Regions from separate parts of the Pan troglodytes genome. Here region 1 is linked to region 2. Evidence: chromatin contacts called from public HiChIP or PLAC-seq data. All regions are on one chromosome and are shown on one strand. The core of a region is the stretch at or near the end of the contact, and the rest is flanking DNA. Distances in the headings are between cores, read along the strand shown.

Region 1 (3,969 bases), core at 1,008-3,507, 290 kb before region 2:
ACACTTTCCCCAAACCACCTACAAATAAACAAAACAAGGGGGTAAGACATACCTACAACTTTAAACATTTTTAAATAATGAAATATGAAAATTAAGTCCCTATGTACAGACTATGGCATAACACAGAATAGAGAAAATGCTCCTAGAATGATTCAAAAGCCCAAGAGACCTCACTACAATTCTTCACATCCAAGTGCCCAGCCCACATATTGTCACTGGTGACTTCCGTCCATGCCTGGGCATCCCTGGGGCTTGCCAGAGAGTTCATGCTCCAGTGTGAACCGCAGCCCAAGTCTAGCCAAAAAGTACTATGTATGAGCATGTCTAAAAGTTGGTAACTAAGTCAGGTAATACAGTTAACATGTTACTGCTGAATGTGGTGACCCAATTATACTTCCAAGCCAGTCTAACACTCCTAAAGGAAATATTTTATAAGATGCCCAGTTCTTCCCATACTCAGTGCTACAATTAAATAAATAAGAATAAAATGCCTTTGGTTGTAGAAAAGAGCTGTGGACAGAAATATTTTCAATTAATTGTGACTGCTTTCAAAGCAATCTGTAAGAATCCACAGGAAGTGATCCAGAGAACTGAGAGTTGTCTACATAAAAGGTAGATCTGGGAATACATCTATAAACCATTTCAAGAAAAAAAAAAAGGTATTCTGAAAAAGTTAACCAAAATAAACTGTCAAGAAACAGTTCAAAGAGACCTAGGTTATGCAATGGCAGACAAGATACGCTGAGAGAACATAGGCACAGTGCACACTTCACTCTTCTAACAAAACAGCCACCATCACCCATGAAATGAGTCATAGGCACAACCAAATTTATGTGTGCCAATATGAAACTGCCAAAGTTTTAACCTTATCTCTGTGCTGTCCAGTACAGCAGTCACTAGACACATGGCTACTGAGCTCTAGCTCTTGCCAGGTCAAACTGACATGTGCTATACATGTAAAATACACAAGAGATTTTGATGACTTAAAATATATTTTTTTTAATGTATAGCCAGGCATGGTGGCGAGTGCCTGTAATCCCAGCTACTCCGGAGGCTGAGACAGGAGAATTGCTTGAACCCAAGAGGTGGAGGTTGCAATGAGCCCAGACCGCGCCACTGCAGTCCAGCCTGGGCGACAGAGCCAGACTCCTTCTCACAAAAAAAAAAAGTAAAAATCTCAATAAGTTTTATATTTACTCCATTGAAAACATTTTTCTATATTGCGCTAAATAAACTATTATTTAATTTCACCAGTTTCTTTTTACTTTTTTAATGTGGGTACTACAAAATTTAAATTCACCTGAGTGGCTCACACTGTATTTGTATTAGACAACACTAATCTGCATAATTAATAAAAAATAAACAACAAATGCTGAGCACTTGCAGGGTGCCAGGCACTGTGCTAGATACTTTACATAATACTCAAATCAATGCTGCAATTAATGGTAAGGTTTTACCAGACGCCTACATAACAGATTGGCTCCATCAAACCAATAAAAGATGCAGCTGGGATTCAATGTCAGGTATTTTTACGAAATAATTCAATTAAGGGACTGCTAACAGCTAAGGCTGGAGCAAATCCTATGATGGCACGGGAAAGAGAGGTCACTAATAAAGCGTTCCCGAGAGTAGCACGCTTTCTGTGACTACAAAACAGGGATTAAAAAAAAAAAAATCAAATTTGCTTGCAGGACAGGCAAGCAAATGTCAGACGGTCCTCTGGAGGACCTACCGAATGAGTCCAATCTCCTGTCCCTTAAAGCTTCACAGATGCTAGCGGTAGAGCAAGCTGCTCCCAAAGGAAGGACAATGTAGTCCAGATTCACTGGGTAACCTGGCCAGGACCTGACCGCGGACACCCCTGCCGAGGGAGGGAGGCCTCGGGATGACAGGCGCGCCGTCTCCCCTCACCTCTGCACACACTCCACCCATCCACGGCCCCACCCCAGATCCCGCGCCGCTCTGAGGTCCCCACCCCTGGGACGAGGGGAAGTGGGACTAAAACGTCTACAGTAAGACGGGGAAGTGGTCGAAAAAGGGCAAGGGGGAGGTGGGGGCAGGTACCTGAGACGGAGGATGATCCCAGCTCCTTAATGCCGGATCATCGCCTAGGCCCCACCCGGCTCCCGCGGCTACCAGTGACCCAGAAGGTGCAACTGACCAAACGCAGCGACTCAACCGACTGTGCTCTCCCCAGACTCGCAGCTATGGCAACTTGAACTAGCCGCCCAGCCACAGCCAGAGTACAGGACCCCGCTGCCGCCGCTTGGCCCTCTGGGAGTTGTAGTCCATCTCGGCCTCATGATCAAGGAATTACCAAGGGAGAGAGTCCCGAAAAGGAACTGCAAATCCCAGGATGCCATATAGCTGGCCTTCGGGTAACTTTCCCGGAAAAAAGCCTGATCCCTCGGCCGCGCCCTCTTGCCCTGCTCTATTTTTTTTTTTTTTAAAGGACCAGCCTCCTTTGTAGGAGGCAAACTCCAGTTAGAAAGTGAATAAAAATGCTTCCTTGGCCTTGACTGTAATTTTACTCCTTGGGGGACAAAAGGAGTCCCCCAGGACTACGGTAAGATGGGGAAGTAGAAAAAGGGCAAGGGAGCGGTGGGAGGACAGGGAAAGACAATTTCTAGCACTGAAATGTAAAAATCCCCTTAATACCAGGGTCCAGTATATTGTTCCAAAGACTCACAAATTCTTAGAAGCGGACGGGAACAGAGAAGATTATGTAGTCCAACCTGTTTGGCCTGGAAAGAGTAAGGGACTTGCCTAAGATCATATGGCTTATTCACGGCACACCAAAAGTAGATGTGAGGCTGTCAGCTCATTACTGCTGCTACTTCAGTCTAGGTGTCATCTCCTCACTCTAGAACATAAAAGAAATGTTTTCCACTCAGGGGAGTTGGTTTCAGTCACGAAGAGAATGAAAACCTCAATAAAAAACTGAACTTTGGAAAGCTAAAAAGTAACAATTAAATTAGTCATATGAATTGCCCTTCTTCTCTGCCAAAAAGACCACTTCCCCTTCCTTCTTTGAGGCTAAACTCAAATATTACCTGATCTGTGAAAGCTTTCCTGGCTACGTGAAGAAGAGCTAGATCATGTTTAATAACAAGGGTTCCTTAATCTAATAATTCTGTGCTCTATAATCCATTTCCCAGTTGGTCCCCTCTATTAGCCCTTCAAAGGGACCTAACCTTTTTTGTACATTTTTATCTTTCTTCTCACCCTTTCCTCACTTGCCCTTCTCCGTTCATATCCCTCTCTCTCTTTCTTTCTCTCTCTCCCCCTTTCTCTCCTTCCATCCCTCCTTACCCCTCCTCCCTCCCAACAGGCAGAGTCATAAATAATTAGCACATAAATTTGATATAGTCGTATTATTCAAATTTTTTTTCTGGCCAACACTGAGACATAAAACTATCTCATATTGGTTTGAACATAAAATAATTCTTCCAAAGACCTCCTATGCATTTGCAACTATCTTCAAGCTGCTTACTTGAAATTGTTCCTCAAGAATACATTCCACCAGACAGAGTTTAAGATAATTCAGAACAGCCATAAAATTGCCCCATATACATGCAGAAGCATAATAATAACTGTTTATTTGTAAACATTTTAACTTTCAAAACAATTCTATTCATTCATGTAATTCAGCAAATGTATGCTGTATATTTCTAGTATCCAGACATTGTTTTAGACACTGAAGTTGCAGTGAAAATAAACAACATAGACTTTGCTTTCAAATTGCTCAGAGCCATGTGAGAGAAAAAGACAATAAATGATTACAAATCTCTGTGTAATAGAATACTGCATAGGTTTGTATGGAAAGACATAAAAGAGAAACTTTCTGAAGAAGTGATAATCAGATCAACTGCAGGAGAAATGTCTACCAAAAGAGCTAATGTAATCACGAGCTACATTAATAAAAACTGATTGTCCACAGCTTTTCCTCCCTGGTTCAACCACATTTAG
Region 2 (4,373 bases), core at 227-2,726:
GCTTTTCAACCAACCTTCGTCCTTTTTTTAAACATAAAATGGCCTCAGAGAAGGTTCCCAAAGCACAAACGCCAGAAACAACCTAAGAAACCCCCAAAGTAACCATTAATCTTCCACTGCATTAAAGTGGATCACGATGGGTCTCGGGGGTTCGCCCGATTCCCCAGACACGGTTTTTGTTCTGTAGCCACTCGGGGAACCCTCGTCAAGCCAGCGCGGACGGGCCCCTCGGGGGGAAGCGGCGGCTCCCCTCCCGCCCTCCCTCCCGGCGGCCGGGTTCTGGGGCCGGGGCTGCGCGTCCGACCGGGCCCAACCGCCTCCGCGGCCCGGCCCGGCCCGCGGCGGCCCCAGGCCCCGCCGGCGCCCCCGCCCTCCCCGCGCCGCGAGCCCTCGGCGCCCCCCCGCGCCCGCCGCCCGGCGCTCCGGCCCGATCCGCCCGAGGCGGGAAGCGGCGGCGGCGGCGGCCGCGCGGGCGGCTGAAGAGTCGAGGCCGGGAGTCGCCGCCGTCCCCGCCCCCGCCCGGTCCGGCCGTTGCTGCAGCCTGAACGAAGCCCCCGCCGGCCACCGAACCACGTCCTTACCACGGTGTTTGTATTTGCCGAGTTCGCCATTTCCACACACAACACAAACAAGAGGGGGCAACCTCAAGAAAACAAGATAAAAACAAAACAAACAAACAAAAAAAACTGTAACACCCGGAGGGTGACCCAAATCACCGCAAGATTGGGGAAAAAATTTTAAACAAAATCAATCCTGAAGGAGTAGGGGAGAGCGGAGAGAGGAGGAGGAGGGGGGCACTCCTCCCGCAGCTGAAAACCTCGAGAATCGCCTTAAAAAAAAAAAAAAAAGCCACGACCCTTCAGGGGTCCGGGGGGCGTTGCCCGCTCCCCACCCCGCGCCAAGGAGGGAAACCACCACCGGCCGCCGCTCCCTGCGCCGCCGCTGCCGCCACCGGCTGCAGCTCCAGCCGTCCGGTCCGCCCGCTTCTCTCCTTTATATAGCGAGCCAACAAGCTGCGCGAGCCACCGCCGCCGCCGCCGAGAGACAGGGTGAAGGGGGAGGGAAGGGCGGAAAGGGCGGGGGCAGAGGTGGGCGGGGCTGAGCGCGAGACACCGCGAGAGCCGCGTGCGCAGGCGCGCCGGGGCGGAGGCCGCCGGCGAGCCGCGTTGTCACGCGCCGTGGCGGGTGCTGGACTGGCGGAGCCCGGGGAGTGAAGTAGTGAAATCGGACCTACGCCTCTCCAACGCTCGCGTGATCACGTGGTTGGCACCCAGGCGGAAGTCTGCGGCAGTTCTTTGCGGTGAAGAACTTGCAAAGCGTTGCTGGAAAAGACGGGAGTTCTACTGACACTCCAGTCCAAAGTTAGGTGGGACCGCCTCCTGTCGCACGTTTCCGCCTGGTCCCGCGCTTTAGGAGCTAGGAAATGTGACAGAGGCGGTGCCTACTGCCTCGCTAGGAATGGCCGCGGAGGAGGACTGGTCACGTGGCGTGGCTTCCGGCCTCTGGCGCGTTCCTATTCGGGAAGGTTTTAAATGCGGAGTCATCTCTTGATTTGTCAGCGAGGCTTTGACTGTGAGCTTCGCGGCGTTCGCGCCTCACCGCCTCACCGCCTCACCGAGGGTGGGTCTTTCGCGCGCAGAATTGTGTAGGATTTCCCAAAGGGAGTAAAAGCCGATCGGGGCCTACTTTTAACATTCCAGAATTAGTAACCTCTGATTGGTTTGTTTCCACACTGGGTACGCTGCGAAGACTAGGCTTATGTTACCCAGAGGTTAGTCCTCTACTAGGCCACGTACTTTAAATAATTTATCACGCTAGTGGAAATGCGGGCCGGAAGAAAACCCCACCAGCCTTTGGATTGTAACAGCACAGTAACTTTCCCTGGTTTTAAAAAATATTGCCAAAATACTGCGACTCCATGTGGCCAACGTATAGTGACTGATCACTTTGAAATGCATGCCCTTGACCCACCAACTCGCATGGCCTCTCGCTATAAGAGAGCAAGCCGGCTGTGTTCCATGTTCAATTCAATAAGTGCAATTCAATAAGCTTTTGACTTGTTCTGCCCAAGCAAATCCTGCCTTTATATCGACCTTGCAAGCAGAACAGAGAATGCTGTTTGGAAGGCAGAATTCATAGTACCTAATTTTCTTGTCCCTGGGAATTTTGAGGGACTTGAAATGTCGCGTGGATGAGTGAGGGAGTTTGTCTTCCAGAGACAAAGCAAAACGAAATGTCAAAGTTCTGTGCTGGTGAAACCAGATTTGAAGAATATCAAAGGCGTCTTACCAAAGAGGAAAAAAAATGCATCCTGCCAAGACTTGAAGAAAGGGATTAGAGAAACCAGAGGCCTTGAATACTCAGAAAATGGGAGATTGTGAATGGGTGTAGAGGATATCTATGAACCTTGACATTTCTTTTCACGCCAAGTCCATTCCCCTGTTAACAGTTGCTTCCCAGTTTCCTGCACAGCTGCATGGTCTGGGACACTTAAAGAAAAAAATCACAGGAAATCAGTGTTCTTGGTATATTATATAAAGTTATGATTCTATCAACATTTGTAATTCATTTAATATTCAGGTGACAGCCCGAAAATTTACACTAAACAATACCATTCCTGTTAAGTTTTACTACATATTGAGAGGACTTCTTGTTACCTCCCTATTACATACTCCCAAACGCTTTGCACATGGAATCCCTCACCTTCCACCTAGTTTTCCTCCCTACTATTGGTATTCTTGACTAAATGGTTGAGTAGTTTCGCCATCAGTTAAAGTTAAAACCACTGCAGACAGGACAGGGAAGAGAAGCTACGAGGTTTGCTCTTCACAGAATTAATCTGTGAAATAATGGATTGTAGTTACTGGATTAAAATGGCAGAAAACCTAGTCTTGGCCTCCTTAAGACCATCAGACTCCCTGGAGGCTCTGAGTTGGCTTCTCTCTTTACACCTAGATTGCAACAAGACCTAAGCACTTGGTTAATATTTACCCAGGAACTTAGATTGCTTGTGTGTCTGGCATCTAGCCATCATGGATTCCATTCCAATATATTGGTTTTCCAGTCCCTCAATAGCTGTTATATGCCTTCATTGCAACATATGTGTGCCATCCAGTTTAGTTTCGGAAAGAAATATTTTCTGTTGTACCAAAATTGTAGGACTGAATACTTGGAAGCTGCAGCCCTTTAATTCACAAAACAAAATTTGTGAGAGAAAACTTCTCCCAAGTAAGATTACATTTAGCATCATATTTAAATTGTTTCTATCTGAACTTTTTATTCTTGGTCTCCTACAGCTTGAATGACGTTTCTAACTTTAACAGCTCTTTCTACTATATAAAACATTTATACAGGATTTGCTGTTTGTGATCTTATACTTTGTAGCAGCTATGTACTTAGATACTTAATAGTACTCTCCTTGTGATGAATGTTTATGTGTTTTTTTTAACTTCAAAATGATTTATACTGGGAGATAAAATGTTGCGTCTTTCTTTTAATATGCAGCCTAAACACTAGATAACTGTAAAACAAGAGAAGAAAAGGGAAAAAAAAAATCGACGTATAAATTTTGCTACACCATCAACAAAATGACAGCAAACCTTCTATGTCCAAACATTTAAATATTTTACTGTCCAAATGACTATTTTAGCAACGATGCCAAGAAAGAGAAGAGTCTAAAAAGATTGTGGAAATTGGCTTAAACTAAAATCTTGTGACTTCCCAGCAAACTCCATTTTCTTAAATAGTGAAGAAAGAAAAAAAACAAAACTAGTTTTGAGGCATATTTAGGCCCTAGTGCTCAGTATGTATTGGGCACTTTGTATGTATGTATGCTCAGTGTGTATTGGGCACTCTGTATGTATGTATGTATGTATGTATATATGCTCAGTATGTATTGGGCACTTTGGGAGGATACAGAATTGAAGAAGAAAGATGCCTTGAGCTTACTAATCATTTTTTTCTTTCTTTTTTTTTTTTTTTTTTGAGACAGACTCTTGCTCTGTCATCCAGACTGGCATGCAGTGGTGCAATCTCGGCTTACCGCAGCCTCTGCCTCATGGGTTCAAGCTATTCTCCTGCCTCAGCTTTCCAAGTAGCTGGGATTACAGACTCACACCACCACGCCCAGCTAATTTTTGTAATTTTGGTAGAGACGGGTTTCACCATTGTTGGCCAGGCTGGTTTCAAACTCCTGACCTCAGATGATCCACCTGCCTCGGCCTCCCAAAGTGCTGGGATTACAGGCGTAAGCCGCCGTGCCAAGCAAGTTTACCAATCTTAATGAAAGTCCCTGTTTTAAAGTTTAGTGCATAGTCATAGCATTCATTTAAGCTGTTGAAAGCATACATATTTCAGTCCTACCAAAAAAAATT

What was found. HiChIP or PLAC-seq counts read pairs in DNA pulled down with a chosen protein or histone mark.
Region 1: a contact with region 2 is called in an H3K4me3 HiChIP or PLAC-seq map of stem cell-derived excitatory neurons, with 2.5 times the contacts expected there. The contact joins the promoter of CEP128 here to the promoter of GTF2A1 in region 2. A contact is called at or near these places in 1 of 7 Hi-C or Micro-C datasets (stem cell-derived neural progenitor cells) and 1 of 1 datasets of contacts at active chromatin or transcription factors (stem cell-derived excitatory neurons).

Annotation. Positions count from the first base shown.
Region 1 is chr15:78,902,596-78,906,564 of NHGRI_mPanTro3-v2.0_pri, forward strand. It overlaps CEP128 (centrosomal protein 128), which reads right to left and starts at 2,258. Exons shown (of 26, transcript XM_063793855.1): 1 at 2,065-2,258; 2 at 1-18.
Region 2 is chr15:79,196,657-79,201,029 of NHGRI_mPanTro3-v2.0_pri, forward strand. It overlaps GTF2A1 (general transcription factor IIA subunit 1), which reads right to left and starts at 1,477. Exons shown (of 9, transcript XM_024348825.3): 1 at 1,235-1,477.